Regions from separate parts of the Sus scrofa genome. Here regions 1 and 3 are each linked to region 2. The links are chromatin contacts, called in public targeted proximity ligation maps. All regions are on one chromosome and are shown on one strand. The core of a region is the stretch at or near the end of the contact, and the rest is flanking DNA. Distances in the headings are between cores, read along the strand shown. Region 1 overlaps LOC110260247 (a long non-coding RNA gene). Region 2 overlaps ANKRD46 (ankyrin repeat domain 46). Region 3 overlaps LOC110260247 (a long non-coding RNA gene).

Evidence for each region.
Region 1: a contact with region 2 is called in a targeted proximity ligation map of alveolar macrophages. A contact is called at or near these places in 2 of 47 Hi-C or Micro-C datasets (both in embryonic fibroblasts) and 1 of 2 datasets of targeted methods (alveolar macrophages).
Region 3: a contact with region 2 is called in a targeted proximity ligation map of alveolar macrophages. A contact is called at or near these places in 1 of 47 Hi-C or Micro-C datasets (fetal liver) and 1 of 2 datasets of targeted methods (alveolar macrophages).

The regions. Positions count from the first base shown.
Region 1 is chr4:36,553,739-36,556,664 of Sscrofa11.1, forward strand. The region is part of intron 1 of LOC110260247 (a long non-coding RNA gene); the gene reads left to right. Among named protein-coding and RNA genes, the nearest start is that of RNF19A, 130 kb to the right of the region's middle.
Region 2 is chr4:36,420,438-36,423,502 of Sscrofa11.1, forward strand. All of the region lies in intron 1 of ANKRD46 (ankyrin repeat domain 46), which reads left to right. Among named protein-coding and RNA genes, the nearest start is that of ANKRD46, 21 kb to the left of the region's middle.
Region 3 is chr4:36,575,980-36,578,765 of Sscrofa11.1, forward strand. The region is part of intron 2 of LOC110260247 (a long non-coding RNA gene); the gene reads left to right. Among named protein-coding and RNA genes, the nearest start is that of RNF19A, 110 kb to the right of the region's middle.

The sequences.
Region 1 (2,926 bases), core at 128-2,627, 130 kb after region 2:
CGTAATATATGTTTATAAGCTTTGCACGTACATTGGTTACCATGGGAACATAAAAGCCCGATGAAACCCTACAGTTGTAGCTGGGCTTGGAGGCATCAGGAGAGCTATCTTTAGAAAAATTCGGCTTCACAATTTATTGTGGCTTGTATTACCTCTATGTTCCTGTAGATTCTTCTAAAATTGTCCATTGTGCTTTTGTGATGTGCTGATGCCATAATCATTTGACAGGAGGGAACACAGTGAGAGCCAGGAACCCGGGCCCTTGTTCAAGCTGATTTAGGGGTGGGCTAAAAAGACACGGGGAAACCATGTGGAGAAACTGGAATGAATCATTTAATGCATGGTGAAGCGCTTCAGGGCAGCCACTAACTGATGGAGGTCAGTAAGCTGAAAAACGAGTTGTTGCAGAGAGAAGTTCTCTAAGCCTGAATGAATGAGGATTGGCTTAAAGGTATTTCGATGACTATTTCATTCATCGTAAACTCTCTAGTTGAGAGCACTGACCATCCCTAGAAGGAAGGAATGTGCTTAAGGTTGAGGTCTGATCCCAGAGGGATAATAGTGGTTGATAAGCTACCTCTCAAGAATTAATCCTTAAAGGAAAAACTATTTTACCTAGTATGGCACTTACAACGTGCCAGGGTCTAAGTTTTACCTAGTATCCCACTTGATTCTCATAGCAATGCTCTGTGTAGATAAATCATGCTCATTTCACAGATAGGAAACAGAGATGTTAAGCAGGTTGCCTAAATTCTCACCTTTACAAAGTATCTGAGCTAGGACTTGATGCAGGCAGTCAGGGTGCAGACCTATGCTTTTGACCAACCACTCCTGCCTGCTGGATCTGAGAGAGAACAGGCAGGACTTCTGTCTTCTGGCACACTGCCCTGCGGGTTGATGAACCATTATAAAATGGGAGCAGGGAGAAGACTGAGCTGCTTGGATTGGGGGTGAGGGGGTAGGTTGGGGAGAAGGGAAGGAAGCCCTGGCAATAAACTTGGCAGAACAGAAGTGTCCAGGGTGGATTTCAAGCCATTGACTCTGGACTTGTAGGACCTAAATTCTCTCCTCTTCTTCTTGACATAACCCAAAAGTTGACCAACGGTGCTCATTACTGGGGTTGTCATGCGGCTTCTTGTCTGGGAGAGATGCTCAAAGAGGAGAAAGAGGGGCCATGTGACCTCTGGTCTCACAGCGGAGGGACAACACTGGGTTGAAGTGTGCAGAGAGCTCTCCTTAACCTGTTATCTCTGAGGGGTGCAGCCGCCCTGGCCAGGAAGCACCAGGCAAGGGACCCGTGGCAAGGAAAGCCCTTGATGCGGGCGGGGCGCCCTGTGGCCAGTGGCTGGAAAGCTTCGCAAGAATCGGAGATTGCATTGCCCTGGCAATATAGGCTGCGGAGAGAAAGGAGACAACCATGGGCCAGAAACTGAAACCAAACTGGTGACAAAAGCTGGGACCAAATCTCAAACCAGAGAAAAACACTATTTGCAGATAGTTTGTCATCAGGTAGAGGCCCTGTGAGTCGAGATCTTTTTCCAGAATTCATCGTGAATGGAGACAGGCCAGAGATGGTTTAAGTCACGTGTCGTCGGTGCAGTCATTCCCCAGCCCCGGGCTCCCCTGCCCTCCTGTGCAATCCCTCCTCCTCCTCCTCCTCCTCCCCGGTCTCTCCTTCAGCCACTTCCTGGCTCCCCCCACTGTGCTCGGCTAGGATGTGATGAAAGCAAATGAGAGAACAGTATGAAAAATCGTTGCTAGACTTAACCCTTAACCCAGGAAATACTTATACTTGAAATATAGTGAGGGCTTTGGTTTTTGCTTTTTTTTTTTTTTTTTTCCTTTTAGCCCTAAAGAGTTTCTAACGGGTGACGGGGGTGGTGGGAGTTGGGAGGGGCCGTGGTAGTGAACACCGGTGGGTCCCCATCAAGGGCTGCTCCTGACTTACTCTGGAAGCCCCCCTATGCATCTCCCCTCGCCACTGCCACACACACCTCCTTGTCCCACGGACGTGGACAGTGCTTCAGAGAAAGGCTGCCCAAGCCAGGAGAGAAGGGGTAGAGGCAGCCAGGGAAGGAGGTGCTCCAGGAACAATGCCTTGTGCCTGTTAAAACTAGAGGGGGAGGAGGAGGGGCCACTGGGATGGGTGTGATAACACCAGCATCTTGAGTAGCCCCATTAGGTCCTCTTAGGTGAGCTCTTTCTCAGTATTGGGTTGTTTTAGGGGTTTTTTTGTTTGTTTGTTTTGGGGGGACCGCACCCAAGCCATATGGAAGTTCCCAGGCTAGGGGTCAAATCAGAGCTTCAACTGCCGGCCTATACCACAGCCACAGCAACGCAGGAGCTGAGCCATATCTGTGACCTACACCACAGCTCACAGCAATACCAGATCCTTAACCCCACTGAGTAAGGCCAGGGATTGAACCCATGTCCTCATGGATGCTAGTCAGGTTCGTTACTACTGAGTCACAATGGGAACTCCCTCAGTACTGGTTCTTCAGTATAGTCTGACATTAAGAGCCACTAAGGCTCCAGCAGTAGTACAAACTTGGAAGACTGGCTCAACATCACCAAGACCCTCTCACCTCCTGGCCCTTTCTCTGAGCCTAGTAATGTTCAAATTCATTTTTTTTTTTTTTTAAACATGGCCACACCTGTGGGATGTGAAGTTCGCCGGCCAGGGGTTGACTCAGAGCTGCAGCTGCTGGCCTGCACCACAGCCACGGTAATGCCAGATCTTTAACCCATTGAATAAGGCCAGAGATTGAACCCACATCCTCACTGATACTATGTCAAGTTCTTAACCTCATGAGCTACAACGGGAACTCCTCAAATTCTAATGTTACGGCAGCTTCTGGGGTAGCCGCAGGCTCGTGTCTGGGAATATTCAGGTTACACAGCAAATATGTGAAATATTTTTGCCTTG
Region 2 (3,065 bases), core at 259-2,758:
TTAGGGCCACACTCCCAGCATGTGGCGGTTCCCAGGCAAGAGGTCAAATCAGAGATGTAGATGCTAGCCCTATGCCACAGCCACAGCAATGCCATATCTGAGCCACGTCTGCGACCTACACCACAGCTCACAGTAATGCCGGATCCCCAACCCACTGAGCAAGGCCAGGGATCACACCCACATCCTCATGGATCCTAGTCAGATTTGTTTCTGCTGGGCCACAACAGAAACTCCAGATTAAACTTTTTTAAAGTGAACTTTTATTGGGACACTAAGCAAAAAATTTAGCATCTTATATTTGTATATTGCATTATAATTTTCAAAGGATAAAAAAATCAAGACCCTACAATATGCTGCCTATTAGAGATTCACCTTAGGGCAAAGGACACATATCAATTGAAAGATATTTCTTTTTGTTTATTTTTTTCTTTTGTTTTTTCTTTGGCCACCTGGAGGCATATGGAATTCCTGGGCCAGCAATCAGATCCAAGCTGTGGTTATGACTTAAGCTGCAGCTGTGGCAATGCCGGATCCCTAACCCACTGTGCCTGGCTGGGGATCCAGTCTGTGTCCCAGAACTTCTAAGATGCCAACGATCCACTGCATGAACTCCGCCTTTAGTTTGTTTTTGTATCTGTTCTTAACACTTTTCTACAGTTTAAGATGCTAATTTCCTAGATCATTTTCCCAAATCCAAAGCTTATTAATTCTGAGAATGTAATTTGTTTCATTTATCTAAATATAAGACATTTATTCTCCCATCTGCTGTTTGAAGACCATGAAGTAATTATCTTTTCATAGTATTTTAAAGAATAATTTTCTTATCATAATTATCTTTGCTTGACAATGCAGTTCTCTGGAGTACAAGGAGAAAAGTTTAAAGTAGCAGTTGTTCACCGTTTTAAAAAAGAACTCTAACAATTTTATAGTACATCATGACGCTATCTACAGTTCATACAGAAAAAAAAATTTTTTTTAAATGATGGCATTTGCCATATTATTCCCAGTCTCCTTACTATCTGTCACAGGCCAAATGACAAAATGCTAAATCATTTCGAGAGACCAAAAATAAGGACCAGAAGGAAAATGAAGGTTGTATTTGCTAAATCTAGCAAACAATTTTAATTGACAGTGTTAAGGAAAAACACTCTATTGAGATGACATTTCCCAAAAGAGAGCTAATCTACAAGAGCCATGTAGATATTAAAATGTGCAGCCCTTCATCCCTGACCACTCCTTCCCTTGGTGGTCACAGTGACCTGGTGGTCTTGGGCGGTCCATCAGAATAGTTCCATGGGAAACTGATACGGCGGATTTGTCAGCCCCTATTCCCGTTTCTGAAAAGGTCCCTAGAACCTGAGTATACAGATGTAAACTTGAGCCACCTTCCACATCTGCCATTTTACCAGGAGAGGCTGTGTGGGGGCCAGGGCTCTGTCAGAAAGAGGATTGCTGGATTTATTGTCCCAACTTGAAATTACTGTTCCGCTCTTAAGAAGCGACAAAGCTGTGAGGACTGCTGATTCACTTCTGCTTTACAGTACTGGCAACTCCCACTTCTTGCCCTACCACTTAGGTTCCTAAGTGGCAGCGTAAGGAAATCTCCAGCCCAAAAATACAACTTCTCCTTGTAACCCTTTGCTTATTTTTATCCTCACGAGCTGGGAATAAAAAAAAAACATTAAAAACCTTGTAGGAAAAAAAAAAATTCTTATTTCGTTCTTGAACCCAGAGCCATTTCTAAGCATATACCTCACTCCTTTCTTTTCTTGGGGTATCAAAAGGTACCTCCCCCAAATAGGCTACCAAATAGGCTACCACAGTCCAAAGGAGAGATAGCAGGAAAAGAATTAAGGTTCTATTTATTTATTTATTTATCTTTTAAGGGCCACACCTGTGGCATATGGAGGTTCCCAGGATAGGGGTCAAAACAGAGCTGTAGCTGCCAGCCTGTGCCACAGCCACAGCAACGCAGGATCCAAGCCAAGTTGGCAACTTACACCACAGCTCATGGCAATGCCAGATCCTTAACCCCCTGAGTGAGGCCAGGGATGGAACCCACTTCTCATGGACACTAGTCGGGTTCATTACTGCTGAGCCATGGTGGGAACTCCTAAGCCTCCCTCTAAAGCCTCAGATACTCCTCAGCTCTTTTACTAAAACTCTGTACTCACTTCCTACCAAAGGTCTCCTCCTTAATTCTTATTTCCAGGGGGGAGAAAGAGGAAATACCTGACACTCCATAAGGTGTCTATACATAAACATGCCATTTCTAAGGATTTGGTTAAGTTAGGCCCTTAGGCCTTTTTTCAGTCATTTTTTCACTGTATATTCTTAGGGTCCTTAGGGTTTGGAATGAATGGGGTAAGATGTGGGTCTAATAGTGATGTGTAGGGAATTCCTGAATTCTAAGGATCTACCTAGGCCACGAGTATAAACATCATAGAGCCTGGACTAGAGTGATTAGCCTGCCTTCACAAGCAATCAGACTACACCTCAGAGACGCTTACTAGATCCTCTCTGGGGTTGTATAGCCTAGGGTTGTATAGTCGAATGTCCACCATCTTATGTCACTGGAATGGGACATTTATATTAAGGATGCAGTAAATGATAGCTTCATCTAGCACATAATTTGGAGCACGAATGGAAACATATTATAGGAGAATTGTGAAAACCCGTTATGTTGAAGATGATGTACCTTATATTTCTACCATAAATCATGAATAAGGCTAGAACCTTAGAGATGATGGTTGTACAGTTAATGGTCTCTCTGGCTCTCAGTAGCCTTTCCTGTAAAACAGGGAGATCGAATTAGATGATTCAGGTTAGATGATCCTGGATGGCCCTTACAGCTGTAAAAATTTCATAGTAATACTTAAATTTCTCGTAAGAACATAGTCTTGTGCCTTCAAACTATTTGAGGTGAAGTCAGGTTAAATTTTGTGGACTATTTAGAAAATAAGGAATAATTTTATAAAAGTTGTAATTCCTGTATTTTTAAACAACACCAAATAAATAAATAAGTAGGAATGTCATTCTTGTAGCACTTCAACAATTCTGTATAA
Region 3 (2,786 bases), core at 57-2,556, 160 kb after region 2:
AATAGATAGATAGATAAATATTTATCATCCCTTCCAAGCTGGTCATCTTGAGAGGTTATATATTTATTCTGATGCTACAAAAATTGAAATATTTCTTTCAGTAGTTGTTTCACATTTCTCCTTTTTTAATTTAATAAATCCTTTAATTGAATGCAAATATTTTAAAACCAATCAATACATATAACTGACATTTTTAAGGATCAGATTTACATATCAAAACACATCTGTATGTGTATACTTATTTAGAAAACAAGAGAGCCAGGGATTAAAAAATAAGAACTAGAAATAGCTATATAATTCTTATCTTCTAATAATATAATATAAAATGGTTTCCTGATCTAACCAATCTCAGTGAGTTAAAGTTATTATAATTTTACATTAGCTACTCATCCTTAAAATCCCATTAAAATCAAAGATTTCATTACAATATGCATCATGTTATTTTGCACATCTTCAGTGACAGCAAATCATGGCAAATCACTGTTTTTGAAAGCAAATTTTAATTCTTGAAATGTTCAAAAGTCATTAGAAGTCAAGACTGATGGTTCCATGAAAGGCAGTGATCAGTCTGGATAATGCTTTTCTTTTTTCAAGACTGAAGCATTATTACTAAGTATTCATTTTTTTTCCCCTGAATTAAAATGTCAAAATTTGTGTTTAAATGAGAATTTTTCTATGAAGGATCCCTGGCCTGGGCATCTATCTATTAGTGATGTGATTTAACTGGTTGATATAATATTTAGGGTCTCATTTCTCAGGTATGGCTAAGAAGCATTTTTTGCTTCCCCTTCATCCTTCCCCCAACCGATTCCCTAGAACATGTTTTTTAACTTTGTCACTATTGACATTTGGGGCCAAGTAATACCTTGTTGTTAGGGCTGTAGGATATTTGGCAGCATTGTTGACCAGATGCCACGCATATCCCCCCACCCCAGTCAGAACCATCAGAAATGGCTCCATGCAGTCCCAAATGTACGCTGGAGGGCAAAATCCTCCCTGATTGAGAACCACTGCCCTTGAGAATATCCTCGAGGTTTAAGCTTCCCTTGCTCCAAGGAATAAGTTTCAAATATCAGAAGTCTGGGGCAAAAATCTCAAATGCAAAGTCTTCCAAGGGCAGGAAGATCATTTACATCAGTGAGGTAGACCAGATGTTTCAAAAAAAAAAAAAAAAAATGATGCACATATGAGTACATGACACATTTTGCTTTCCTTTTCACCGTACGAGGTCAAGTGTGATAGTCACACTGTAATAGGTCAAGTGTGATTAGTAGGCCCAAGAATGGCCAACCCCAGTGTTATGAAGCAACAGGGGTTGGTGAAGACTGTGGTCAACTGTAGAGCTTGTTCCGCTCTAAGTGGAGACAACCACTGTTCAGCTAGTCATTGTCACGTGGGCCTGTGGCCGAATGTTCCAGAGCTTTTAATTTGGGGGAAAAAAGCCACCAGAACTTAATATTTTCATTTGTCAAGAGTTCCCAGTTGTGGCTCTGTGGTTAACAAATCTGACTAGGAACCAAGAGGTTGCGGGTTCAATTCCTGGCCTCGCTCAGTGGGTTAAGGATCCAGCATTGCCATGAGCTGTGGTGTAGGTCTCAGATGCAGCTCAGATCCTGGGTTGCTGTGGCTCTGGTGTAGGCGGTGACAGCTTTGCTTAGACCCCTAGTCTGGGAACCTCCAGTCTGGGAACCTCCAGGACTGGGTGCAGTCCTAGAAAATGCAAAAAAGACAAAGAAAAAATTTCATTTGTCTGTGAAATCTCCCCATTTTCCACATATGTTAATTAATTCAAAATGTTTAAGAACTTGTACATGAATCTCATGCCTGAACACTGGTCTCAGTTGCTACCCTGGTCAGAGGCACAGAACTGGATTGACATGAGGGGAGGAGATGGAAGCTGTGAGAGAAAGAGATGATCTGGCTTTCAGAAGCATTTGGCCCCAAAGAACTGGGTTCTGGAAAGGTGGGGGTCAAATCCCTCCCACCTTCAGTAGCACCTCCAAGGTAGTAGCCTCTGCTAGGGCTGTCTGCATGATGTGTGGGGACCAGAAAATGGAAGCCCAGAGAGGTTAAGTGACTTTTTAGCTTTTTTATTTTATTTTATTTTATTTTATTTATTTTTTACTTATTTTTGGCCTCGCCCATGGCACGCGGAAATTCCACCAGCCAGGGATCAAACCAGCACCACACAGTGACCTGAGCCGCCACAGTGACAATGCCAGATCCTTAACCCACAGAGCATTTTTTTTCTTTCCTTTCTTTCTTTTTTTTGCGGGGGGGCGGGCATACCCTCTGCACATGGAAGTTCCCTGGTCAGGGATTGAATCCACCCCACAGCTTCGACCTACACCACAGTTGTGGAAATGCCAGATCCTTAACCCACTGCGCCAGGCCAGGGATCAGACCCACACTGCCACAGAGACCATGCCAGATCCCCAACCCACTGTGCCACAGTGGAAACTCCTAACCTACTGCTCTTTGTACCACAATGCTCAACGTCACAAAATACGTACTATTCTATCTTGTGTGTGTGTTAGTATCATGATATTTTTTCAATTATCATCCTCCCATAAATAGGCTTTTTTTTTTAGCACTTTTAAAAATTGAGATATTTGTCACGTAACACACAACTCATCCTTTCAAAGTGTTTGCTTCAGTGGTTTTTAGTGTCTTCCCTATGTTGTACAGCTACCACCACATTCAAATTCCAGAGCGTTTCCATCACGCCAAAAAGAAACCCAGTGCCTATTAGCAATTACTCCTCATTCTCTATTTCCTCCAGGCCC